Linked DNA regions of Triticum aestivum: region 2 is linked to region 1. The links are chromatin contacts, called in public Hi-C maps. All regions are on one chromosome and are shown on one strand. The core of a region is the stretch at or near the end of the contact, and the rest is flanking DNA. Distances in the headings are between cores, read along the strand shown.

What was found. Hi-C and Micro-C count contacts between places; a contact is called where the count stands out from the background.
Region 2: a Hi-C map of leaf shows a contact between it and region 1, with 6 times the contacts expected there. The contact joins the promoter of LOC123122068 here to the enhancer-like site in region 1. A contact is called at or near these places in 4 of 5 Hi-C or Micro-C datasets (leaf and an unstated tissue).

What each region holds. Positions count from the first base shown.
Region 1 is chr5D:393,844,373-393,850,745 of IWGSC CS RefSeq v2.1, reverse strand. LOC123122067 (meiosis-specific protein PAIR2) reads right to left here. Exons shown (of 29, transcript XM_044542201.1): 23 at 3,929-4,113; 24 at 3,569-3,695; 25 at 2,992-3,364; 26 at 2,817-2,875; 27 at 1,143-1,179; 28 at 625-992. Among protein-coding and RNA genes, the nearest start is that of LOC123122067, 11 kb to the right of the region's middle. Within about 2 kb of position 4,000, at least 1 of the 8 cell types and tissues checked has an H3K27ac peak or open chromatin away from gene starts, as enhancers often do.
Region 2 is chr5D:394,165,023-394,171,395 of IWGSC CS RefSeq v2.1, reverse strand. LOC123122068 (squamosa promoter-binding-like protein 18) reads right to left here and starts at 3,032. Exons shown (of 3, transcript XM_044542202.1): 1 at 1,846-3,032. The coding sequence starts at 2,342.

The DNA.
Region 1 (6,373 bases), core at 2,751-5,250:
GCACAAATTCTATAACAGTACAAAATACAAATAGCACAAGAACTCTCTGCAGCAGATTTCTTAGGACTGCTATTAATCTCTCAATGCACTCCATGTTTCCTTCTACTCCCTCCGTTCCTAAATACTTGTCTTTTTAGGCATTTCAACAAGTGACTACATACGGAGTAAAATGAGTGAATCTATACTCTAAAATATGTCTACATACATCCGTATGTGATAGTCATTTGAAATGCCTAGAAAGACAAGTATTTAGGGACGGAGGGAGTAGCATACAACCACATAACACTCTAAACTGCTTTACCACTGCACAGAGGTGGAATAGTTCATCTTAACTTTTACCGCATTCGTAAGCCTCTATAAACAACACAAGGTCTCATGGATGAATTTATATCCGGAATCAAGAGAAATCAAAAGAGTAACAAAGCAGTTAGGATAATTAAGTTCATTTATTCAATACTTGAGCCAAGTCAGAAGGAAATCAATGTTCTAATCTTAATGGTGTAAGAAGACCATGGACTGAAGAATAGAAAAAAGGTCAGAGATTACTTGCTTGAACACGGAAATCCTGAATACCAAAGTAAACATGTAGAAAAGACTGAGGAGAAAGTGAGAGAACACATTTACCATCCTTTTGCTGATATATGGTTTTATCTCAGTGAGTAACTCAGGATTGTTCTCCTCTTTAAGCTTATGATTTTTCTCAAACTCTTTCCTCGATTCCTTTCGCGAACCAGATTGCCAGACACCACCAAAATTAGGGAGCCAACTAGCATCAGGCGTTTCTGGAACGGCTTCACCTCGCTTTTCCATTTCCATTTCAGCTCTTCTTCTCTCTGCCCATGCAGCTCCAACACGCTTTGGGTTAAGTTTTCTTGATTTTCCTTTCAGAGAAGATGGAAGAGCATAGCTGGCGAGTGACACATTCTTTGGATCATGCTCACTAGCTTCTAACCATGGAGGAGGAGCACCAGTATGCACATTTGCTTTCAGGCCTTCATAACACAATGATATCACATAAAATTTCAAGCATGGACTGAAAAAGAATTAACTAGATATATCTTTTTTTTGCTCAAGCTGCAGCATTTTCGCATTCAGATTAGTGCAATGAAAATATACACTACAGAAGGTGCAGTGTCAAATACCCTGATTGAATTTCCCTCCAGAGTGGCCCTGTTGGACCTGCAAGGGCAGAATTGTAAAAAAAGAGATGCCAACATGCACCACAGAAAAGTGATTATATAAACAACAAATCATTAGATATGAACATTTGTAAAAAAAAAATTTGGTTCATAATTATTCTTTTAGGAAACAAGAAACATAAACTAGAACAAAACCCTTTTGTTATAAGAAAAGAGAAATTGCTACATTTGTTTGAAATTAATATTGTGCAAGTTCTGCTAACATATGAGAAAGAATTGCAATTATGTTACTGGGGGAGGTAAAGACATGTTTTAAGACACCGGGGAACAGTGGAAGTAAACCTGGGGATGGTTTTCGTATAACCGGGTGTATTGGTTCAGTTTAATCGAGTGGGCTTCTTTGGTTTGGTCGCTAATGGATTGTATCTGCTAACAGTTTGGTTGGGTTCAGTTTCGTGTGAATAATAGGTGGGTGTGGTCAGGTATGGGCTTGAACCGTTCTATTTCCAACCAGGCTCAACCCGTGGTTCCAAACCGGTTCCTGAGATTGGTTCGAACTTCGTAGGTCTGCTCGACAACTCGCTCTTTCCCTGTTCCTGTAGCCACCGCCGCCACCTCTCCCCGTCCCGGCGTTCCCGCCCACGCGACGCTGAGCCGCAGTGCCGCATCAAAGGAGAGTCGTCCAGCGGCGCCGGCGGCGTCGACACCCTCGTGGGAGCAGCTGAAGATCATGCTCAGCTCGTGACTCGGAGGCGCGACGCCGGCCGCGCGCATGCACGACCCGCCGCACTGACAAGAACGGGCGGCGCCGGTGCCCGAGGTGCATCGCTCTGCTCGACCACTGCCCCGCTCAACCACTCCTTTACAAGCTGTTCACAAAGGCAGAGAGATCGGAGCAGCATCAGGCCATTTGCCATGAACGTAGGAGGCACCATTGGTATGGAACTGTTATTTACCCATTGGCTAAAACCATGGTTTCAGCCATCGGTTCAGTTTAGTTTAGGTGGAGTGAGGACGTGGTTTAGTTCGGTTTGGGTTTAAATAAAAATTAAAGAGGTTTAGTTAGGTTTGGTTTGTCCAAATTGATCATGCGGGTTCAGTTGAGGTTTAGTTCAGTTCCCCAACCGTTCTCAGATTTAAGTGGAAGGCCATGAGTAGAGGCGGGCGACGGATCAGGACATAAATTTAATAGCACATCTGACATGTCTGGTGTACTCCAATACCATAGTAAGAAGATAAATTACATGTTTATATAATTAACCAGATGTAGATCAGGAACTTGTCCAAGGAAATATATCTGCAAACTAAAATCTACAAGCATGACTGCAACCAAAAAATCACATTCCTAAAGATGTCAATATGCCATATGGTTTAACTTCCTGAGTCTGTATGACAACTTCCCCTCGTTTAGCCTTCTACTATTCAGATTCAAGATACCTAAACATTGTGATACTAGCTCAAACAACACTAACTAACCGTAGCTTCTCTTTGCATAAATGGAATACACTCCCATTTGTCGTTGCCATTCATCAGCACTTCAAATTTCTTAGTGGACCTTATTTACAGAATGACTGCTAAATAACGAACAAAATACACAAGGCTGCTTGCGATCTTATCAAAAGGACAAATGTCTACTTTTCACATGCACATGGGTGTGTGCACATATTACATACTTACATATACAAAAGAAGAAGCCGGTGGATTTGGTCCATTTCCGAGGGAAGTAGATTGAGCACCTGTAAAGGGAGAGAAATCAGCAACGTACCAACCAAACTGTAGAATAGTACAATTAGCAAAGTCCAGAGCAAAGAAGAAGTGAAAGATCAGTGATAATTTCAGCACTAGTGCTCACCTTTCATTTGTGCATCAGCACTATGAAACATGTTTGTGCTCGGCATCCCCTGATGTCCATGTGTTGTGACACAGGGTTTGACAGGCAGTCCGGAAGTACCAAATGGAGCAGAATAAGCAACACTTCCAGAGGTGGAAGATCCGTAACACGCTGTACTAGTGGGGTAATAGGCCCCATTGGTAGGACTTTGTAAAGGCATAACAACACAAGATGCAGTATTATGAAAAGATGGGATGTCAGTTTCAGCAAAACTATCCGAAATTTTAGAGGTAGATTCATTTTGGATATCTTTCAACGGCCCCAGAGATGGTCCAATCATGCCATCGGCCAATGCCTGTGCTTCAGTACCGGAAGACTCACAGCCCTTCTCCCACTGAAATTGAAAAAACATAACGGATCAGCAGTGCAGAAATATGTCAGCATCATCTTATTTCCAGAGCACATAGTAACCTTGTTCACTGCCAATATCATAACTAAATTCCAAACAGACCATTTGATATAACTACAACTGTGAAAATAAGTATATCATGCCATTCTAACAGGAGGAAATACAGGTACAAAATGGATAGCAGTGCACCTTTGCAAGCTCATCCTCTGAGATCCTAAACAAATCGACCTGATCCATCCCGCCCCCATGCTTCCGCAGGAAATCCTTGACGCCCTTCAGGTGCTCCTCGCTCGCGAGGTGGTAAATCGCATTGCTGCTGGAAACAGAGTAAAACAGGGCTTATATCATTCACACAAAGTCCGGATCTCTACAGTATCTCTAAAAACTCTATTATGCTTCCAACAACCCCTGATCCCGATGTGCTACCAGTGCTCGATCTCATGTTCTACTGGACCATCCTAAGTTCGAACCTACTGTAACTAGAAACAGCACATCTGAATCAAAACCCTAGGTGTGCAGGGACGGCTAGGAGAAGTAGGCGGAGGCTACCAGGCGAAGCGGCTGTCGAGGTCGACGAGGTCGGCGGAGCAGAAGGGGCACCAGAGGCGGGAGCGGGGGCCAGGCGTGGAGGGGCGGAGGAGCGCGCGGCGGAGGTCGGCGAGCTTGGCGCGGAAGCCGGAGAGCGCGGCGGCGAGGGCGGCGCGGTGGGCGGGGAAGTAGCGGTGGCGCCGGCCCTGGTCGTGGTTGCGGCGGCACAGCTCGCAGTACTCGTAGGCGCCACCGCCGGCGGCGTGCGGCTTCGGCGGCATCGCGGGGCGGGGCTCCTGGCCTGTCGCGGCGGCGGCCCACGCGTTCGCGCGCGCGTTTGGGCTTTGGCAGATTTGGGGGAGTTTGTCTCAAAAAAATAAAGATTTGGGGAGCTGCTCCAGCGGCACTTCGAATTTGTGTTAGTTTTAGTAAAATTTAAAGAAAAAAGGACGAATTGAAGTTGTGTTTTAGATTTACTAGACCTCAGAACCGAGTGTGGGCATGTGGAGTCCATCGAAAGAGAATGTTCTTTTTAGATTTAGACAGCTCAACGCTACTGGATTTCGTTATCGATCTCTTCGTTATCAAGCTAACGATGCGAAGCAAGACAAAGCCTAGCGATGATTGATTCGCTGGAAGAACTCTGTCGTGTTGGACAAACACGCCGAGCGGCTCGACAGGCCTGACAACAGACGCAGAGCCATTAGCTGATCCAGTACGTACTCCGGATCAAATTTCATCGGCCGGAGCTGTACAGCGATCGACCACCGGGAGACGTGACCACCACCGCGTCAATAACTCGGAACGCCGACAAGGAATGAACTGCTACAGTGACCCAACACGGCCATCACTCAAGCCTACCACCACCAGGCTTTTAGTAGCACAGGTGTACGCACTAATCCAACACGATCCAGGTGACAGTGTGCCGGCCATCATCAATGCCGCGCTGCCCATGCACCAGGCGAGGGAAGGAAACGCCGCCCCACGGTCCCCGCCGGAAAAGCTTTCGTCATACGCCAAGCAATTGCTCGCCGGCGTACACAGACCACAGAACAGTACCTACAGCTACAGCACCCAAGACAACAACAAGAAAAAAGCTTGCCCCGATCGTCGCTGCTCGGTACAAAAGTTCAAACAGATCCATCATTGCGTGAAGCAACCAACGATGATCATCATTGTATATAACATTGCTACGTTTCATCATTCAGGGGAAAAAGTCCATTTTAAACCCTGAATTTGTAGAGGTTCGGCGAAATGAACCCCCAAGTCAAAATCCCGGTCGATTGCACCCTGAACTATGCAATTCCGGTCTAAATCGAACCTTCGGGTCGTTTGGATGGCCGGGATTCGGACATTTCGCAGAGGGCGCACACCAGCTCCTGCTGGGCCAGCCTGCTTTAGTTTTTTTCAATTAAAAACCAAAATTCGCAAAGGGCGCTACTCCCTGCTGGGCCGGCCCGCATATTTTTTTCGTTAAAAAGCAGAAAAAAAAAACTCTGCTCGAACACGAGACCCCATGCTGGTGCTGTTTGATCGGAAAAAAAGAAACTTCTGAACTAGAATTTCAAAAATAAAAATAGTTTACAAATTTTGAAAAAAAATCACGAATTTAGAAAAAGTTCAACAATTTTGAAAGAAGTTCACGGGTTTTCAAAAGAAATGTCTACAGATTTGGGAAAAAATCATAGATTTTGAAAACAAACTGTAAAATTGAAAAAGTGTTCGTGCATATTTTTCTTTAATATTTCTTTACTATCTTTTTTATTTCTTTTTCTATATATACAAAGTTCATTGCGTATATTAAGGAAATCTTGACAGTAATTTCCAAAAAATTCACTCATTTAAAAAAATGTTCATCTTGTATTAGAAATTTGTTCAGTGTATATCGCATAATTGTTGAATATTTATTCCGAATTTGTTCAACATATATTACAAAAATTTTCATTTATTAATATTTTTTCAAAAATGCTATCATATATTTGCCGCGAGTTTGAATTATGGTCCACCACCTTTTCATTTTTGTTCGCGTGTCCAAAATGCTTACAATACAAATTTTGTTCGCTTTTTAAAAAAAGTTTTTGTTTTAACTTTTTTTGTCGCTAAATTAAAAACATTCCTGTTATATATTTTCTAAAAATACTAAAAACTGTTCACAATCTCAAAAAGTGTTCATGTTTTTCGTAATTTGTTTGTTTTTCAGATTTTTTTTTGAAAATTGTTCGCGTTTTTGGAATCTATTTGGGGTTTGCAAATTTTGTTCGTGTTTCATTTTGAAATCAGAATTACAAAACACCTTCACTTTTCCAAAAATATGGAATACAAAAAAGTGCGGCATCTTAAAACTGCTCGCAATATTCAAGAAATGTTTTCGAAAATGTTTTCCAATCTCAACGCTGCTGTCTATTCTTATATATTTCTGCGCCGTGATGTTCATGTTGTTGTTCGTGGTGTAGTGTCTAGTGGCTC
Region 2 (6,373 bases), core at 1,783-4,282, 320 kb before region 1:
ATGTGGAACCTATTTTGCAACGCTGTTTCAAGAATTGGTCTAGTGGTCCCAGCATCTCATGTGGAAAAAACAAGGCTAATGACAAGAGGCAGTCATGGCAGATGAGGTAGGCCGGTTTCTGGCCAAGAATTCAATAAAACAGGTCATGTGTTCAGCAACATCTTTAAAGAGTGAACAGCCCACACACAACAAATACTGCTGCACACAATAACCCAGGAGTAAACCGAAAGAATTCCTATGGATCTGGTGGTTACTGCTAATTCAGCAATGGGAGGCAATCTTGTCAGACATGGGGCTCCACCCTTCATTCCATAAACCGCCTCAAGGGCAAAATGGGTTGATCCTAAAGTACCTATGGTTAACCGTGGCCGGGTTACACAGATTAACTTCTTGACTCCCCACTTGGTTGAAAATATGTGAGCTATTTTTTAGCCCTTTTGGCTCTGTGTGAGCTATTTTTTATTTTCTTTTGGAGACTTTAAGACCTTGTTGGAACATATTTATTTGTTTTAATAAGATGGCCGTATGCATCGTTCTAATGCAGAGGCCGGGGAATCCCCCTTTTCGAAAAAAAAAACTTGGTTGAAAATATGTGATAGTTTCTGGGGACTCTACAGTAGAGCATTGCACCACTTTTATTTAGCCAGAATAAAAGTAGTAGTACCTCCGATCTGTAATAAGTGCCGTAGTCTTAAACCAACCCCAGTTCAAAACTGCGACACTTATTTTGGATCGGAGGGAGTAATATCTTTGTCAATGTCATGGGAAATGGTTGCACAAATTACACTCCACTCTTCAACTTCAAACCAGAACAATGGAAAAGAAGATGGGGACGCAATGGATCTGGTGGTCACTAATTCAGCAAGGGGAGGCAATCATGTCAGAGATGGGCCCTACTATTCAGTCAATAAACCACCTCAAAGGCAAAATGGGTTGATCCTCAGGTACCTATGGTTAACCGTGGTCTACTTAGATTCACTTCTTACCACCTAGTTGGTTTAAAATATGTGCTGATTTTTTTGTCAGAGTAAAAGTGGTACTAATATATTTGTCGATGTCACAAATTATACTCTAATATTAAACTCCAAAATAAAAGAAGTAAAATATTTGTCAATGTCACAAATTATACTCCACGCTTAAACTTCAAACCAGAACTCTTTTTTTTTCAAAAAAGGGGAGAATCCAATGGCAGGTTTGAAAATGTGGCAGCTAGCTAATAATAAAAAGGACTGCTCCATCTGATCTTTGGCACATGGAGTGCATCAGCCACTTTTCACTGGTAATAATTCACACCCGTGGGCTAGAAAGTTACCAGTGCAAAAGTAGGAAAATGGGAGGGCTATGATTCAGGTATACAACAGGTTGCCAAAGTAAAAAAAAAAACTTGGGGGTACTTGACTCATATGAAAAGGCTGAAAAGCTAGTGCCGGATAAAGGAAAAGTTACTGGTGCATCCTTGAAACCGAACAGTGAGATATGCTCAGCTCATTCTCACCACCCCCTACTGATTCTACCAGCAGTGCTCCTTGCTTGGAATGGGAGCAACTGGTGGTTAATTTGAGCCAAAGAGAAAGGCAAAGCCAGTTCCTGAGAAAGAACTGGCTTGGATTGGCCTTTTCACTTTGAACAAAGGGAAGGGAATGATGATCAGCAGCAGTAAAAATAATGGGGAAAAAAATGGTGTGCAGTCAATCAATTTCACCATTGCGGCAGTTCAAGCAATGGTCTTTCGGCAGCATCGCAATCAGGTCGACGCAGCCGTGCGAATGTGCTGAATTGAAGTGTTAGTAATAGGAATCGCGGGAATTTTCGCGAATTTTGGCGGGTTGGATGGGTGTTGGTTACCTGCTGCACTGCTGGCAGAAGCGCATCTCGCGGCCGGCGACGACGACGAGGGGCGTCTTGGAGTGCGCCTCGCACACCTTGTGCCGCCGGTGGTAGTCGCGGCACTTGCTCAGGTCGGCCTTGCAGCCGTCCACGGCGCACGACGGGCAGTGCCCCGCCCCCGCGCCGCCGCCGGCCCCCGGGCGCGGCCGCTTCAGCGGGCTCGCCGACGGCACCACCGCCGCGGCGTTCGACGCCGACGCCGACAAGGACGCCGCCGGGCCATTCGCCGCCGCCGTCGCCACGGGCGGCTGCTGCTTCATCGCGCCGTCCGCCGCGGGGCCGAACTCCCCCAGCCCGCCCAGCTTGAGGTCGACCGAGCACTCGGGGCGGCCCGGCGGCCCGCGCGCGGCCGCGGCGGTGATGCCCGCCGCGGCGGGAGCGACCATGGCCGGCACCCCGTCGTGCTCCAGCTCGGCCAGGTCCCAAGAGCCCGGCATCTTGAGATCCCAATCCATGACGCTTCTTGGCCACCACAGAGCACAGACCTTTCTCTCTCTCTTTCTCTCTCTCTCTCTCTCTCTCTCTCTCTCTATCTCAGGGTCAGGTAGCTGCTCGCCGGTTTGTCCGCTCCCTCCGGCCGGCCCCCTCACTCGCTCACTCCGCGACGAGGGAAGCTAGCAACCAAGCAAGAATCATTGCGCGGCGACCACCATCGCACCGGAGGCGAACAAACGGAAGCGCGAGCAGAGCGCGAACGTGCAGAGGGGCATGCAGCTGCGGCCTATCCCCGATAGGGATGGGGGGAGTGGAGGCAGCAGAGCAGAGCAGAGCGCACACGCGCACAGACGCGCGAGCGAGCAGCAAGACAAGAGAGATGGCGCCAAGGGAGTGGGAGGCAGTCAGTACATGCTCGCAGAGGCAAGTGCGGCAGGTGTGCGGGATGGAGCAGGGACAGCCATGGATGGAAGAGCTGCTGCTGCTAGCGAGTGGTGGTGGGGGTGGTGGAGACTAGTGTCTTCTACTTCTACTAGTAGGGGAGGGGAGGAGGAGGGGGGTGGTGCATACTGCATAGCGGGAGGGAGTAACAATAGTTTGATCAACAGTTTACTGTTTGCTGATGGCTAGTAGTAGGAGAAGAAGCCATTTCTTGGTCTTGATCGATCCCCTGACAGGGATTCCAAAGGAGGAGGGGCAATGAATGGGTGAATGGGGTGGGGGCGGCCCCATGCCTCTCAGCGCCATGTTCACCCTTTAACGCCAGCATGGAAGCCTTGTGCTGCAATTATTGGGGGCGGGCTGGGTTTGGTTTGGGGTTTGGGGGCTTCCCTTTCCCTTTCTTGGCACCTCAACAAAGGTGTGGGCGTGGGTTAGTGACCGCTAATGAGCCGTAGTTAGCATCTCATGGTCTAGCTAGATTGTGGTTTTGCTCAAATTCAAAGCTAGCTCGATCCAAAAGGCATCATAGGAAAAGAGTCTTGTGGTTTTCCTATGATGCCTTTTGGATCGTTTTCAATTCTTCTACGAAGTTGAATGCAACGTGTGTCTTTATTCCCCCCCCCCCCCCCCCCCCCTTCTTGCTCGTGAAGAAACGGTTGCTTCGGTGTTCTTGTGGAGCATCCAAACGGCTATGTTGTGCGCATTCTATGTTTAGATCGGTGGTTTTTCTATCATACATTCGATTCCTAACACACAATAGTTGTAATTTAAAAAGTGTTTCCATTGTTTTCGCCCCATGTTCACAATGACAAAATGGGCATGTGACCCACGTGCCAGAGGGATAATTGTTGACATCCGATTCGTGGTTAACTAAGCATCGCTTCATGGCGGGTTAGCGCCGTTTTATGACGTGTAAATCAAGCCACTTTAATAGTTTGTTTTATGACGTGTAAATCAAGCCTCTTTAATAGTTTGATGCTCTTGATGTTGAGAGACATACGTGGTTTCAACATCCTAGGCGGTAGGCATGACGAGGAGGCGACGGCAGTTTAGAAGGCAAGCCTAGTTTCTCTCCTTGATTGACAATGGTGATCACGTGTTCAAACCTGGGTTGCCACGGAGCTCAGCTCAGGCGGTTAGCATGACGAGCTTGTGACATGCATGCGGGCTGTACAATTCACAGCGAAACTAGTCCATGCCCTCAAAACTCCTTTCATTTTTGTGCATATAAACTCCCTTCGTGTACGTAGGAGGCAGAGAGCACTATGCACCAACTAAATAAACTCTAAAGTAACCGTGTGTACTTTTAAATTCTGGGAAGAGTGTAGACCACACAGCACAACTCTGACTGCATGGAAAAAAGATACTTATTCCCTGAGCAAACTTGCACTTGCGCCCATTATTTTAACACTACTTTAATCTCCCCAAGATACGCCCCCTCTATCCAGGCTTTTGGCCTGATCCGTTTGGTCTGAAAAAAAACAGTAGCCGGGAGATGGTCCAATTATCCGCGACAGGTACATCGCTGATCAATTTTATATATTACTGTATGCCGTTAGATTAGCATTTTGTCGCCACACTAGCTGCATCATGCGCGCCAACTTGGGAGTTTGGTGGCTTCATACACTCCACGTCATGGAACATTATTTGTAAACTGTAACAAGAAAAACAATGCTATATATTGCAGTATAGCGTTTGAATGTGCTTGATTGGAAGGGAGCCTGGCTTGTGGCTCCTCGGGGACATGATGTGCATGGGCTCGTTTGCTTGTTTGTTTGCTTCTTTTAGGTGATCTTGAGTTGTGGTGGAGTGTAGGGATAAGGAGATCTAGAAAGGAAATGTAAGAGTAATGGGATGTGAGATGATAGGTGAAAAATTGCACTACCATGATAGGTGAAAGATTGTGCTACCATGATGGGCCACCTTGTAGCTGTAGGGAGCCTTTAATTTGCCAAGACATATCAGGTTGTGGATTGGTTGGTTGGAAAACTTTCTACTGCTACCATTGAGGGTGTATCCTGTGCATGCACTCGGACTCGTGGTGCAACTAATGTGCTGGTGCGCATGGTTGTGGCATGGTGCATGTTTGTGCTCTCTATGTGCTCAAACACAATTGTTTTTCGAAAAGATGTGCTCAAGCACATGTATGTGTCATAACATTTAGAATAAAATATATTGTATGTGCTTGTTAACAGTAGTCAACTATATTCCACTCTTTTTTTTACATCACAAAGTGCATATAATGCTATTGAAGTGTTGTAACCTATTGTGTACATACCGTCTGTCATGAGCGGTTTGCTATCTCAAAAGAAAAACATATTGCTTACCTACGCATCGATGAAATCAAAGTTTCTTGCGATATTATTTTGGCTTGATGTGCAACTGCTACTTGCTACCACACCATCACACATGGGAGATATAATTGTGCCCCTTGTGATTGCTTATGTGATGTTCCCTTCTTTACCGTCCCCATCCCATTGATCTTTCTAGCAATATATACCATACGAGAATACAACGCTGCAATATCAAGAAAAGAAAAAAAAATTGAAGTTGTATCCACGACTTGTATAAACGAATTTGCGCTATCAAAATGTTGGGAACTTTAAGTTGCTTGGGTCTAATTTCTTTTGTCAAGCTGGTTTGTAGAACCCAAATTATCCAAGCTATGCCTTGCATATATACATTAATATCTGTTGATTCAATCGTGTGAACAAGAGGAAATGTTTTCAGCATCGACAAACATCGCTTCAAAATTACCCGATGCTAGAGACCGCACATGGCTTTTACTCCCTTGTTTCATAGTCCTGTATTTTGCCCTCACTTATTTCTGTCATAAGTGTTGGTCCTTGCCGATGATTGCCAACCAAGCATGTCCACAAACGCATTTGGCGTTTGGCCCCTGATATATGGAAAATTCAGCTGGGAAAATCCCCCCCTGTGAAAATTCAAAAAAAAAACACATTTGAAGGAACAACCATGTCGTATGAGTGAAACTGATGGCAGTTATCAAGAAGTCAGAAGTGATTAGGTCCATAGTGCTCTAGGACAATCCAACGAGAACCATTTTGGTTTCCGAATCCAATCCTCCTCAGATTATTGACACAGTTCAAATCTTCAAGGCTAACAAAAAATTGCCGACTCTATTTTTCGATAACAGGGGCCTCTTGGCTCCCATTTCCAAAATGAAGTCATACGAAGTAAGGAGTGCAAACACCTTGGTATACAACCACATCATAGGGGTGCTAGAACTAGAACCAACCATATGGCACACAACCATCTATCAAGCCTGCAAGCACGAAAAAAATAAGGGACCGAATCACATCAACAACAAGTTCCTTGCAGTCTAGCTACCAAAAGAGATAACTGCAAAAAGGTCATTTTTATGAAATAGCTAGAAACACATTGGCTTGTACTATCGGCCCCAGTCGTGCCCACGCTTGAAATCTTTGTGTGTCACCTGAGCAAGCCTCATAGACATTAGTCGTAGCATGCTTTGTATTCCTATTTTCTAGGACGATCAACGAGCAAGCAGACAGCCCAGAGAGAAAATGACATTTGTCGGTTCAGCAAGAGGAATCCCTTGAAAACATGACTTCTTTCTTGTTTTCCA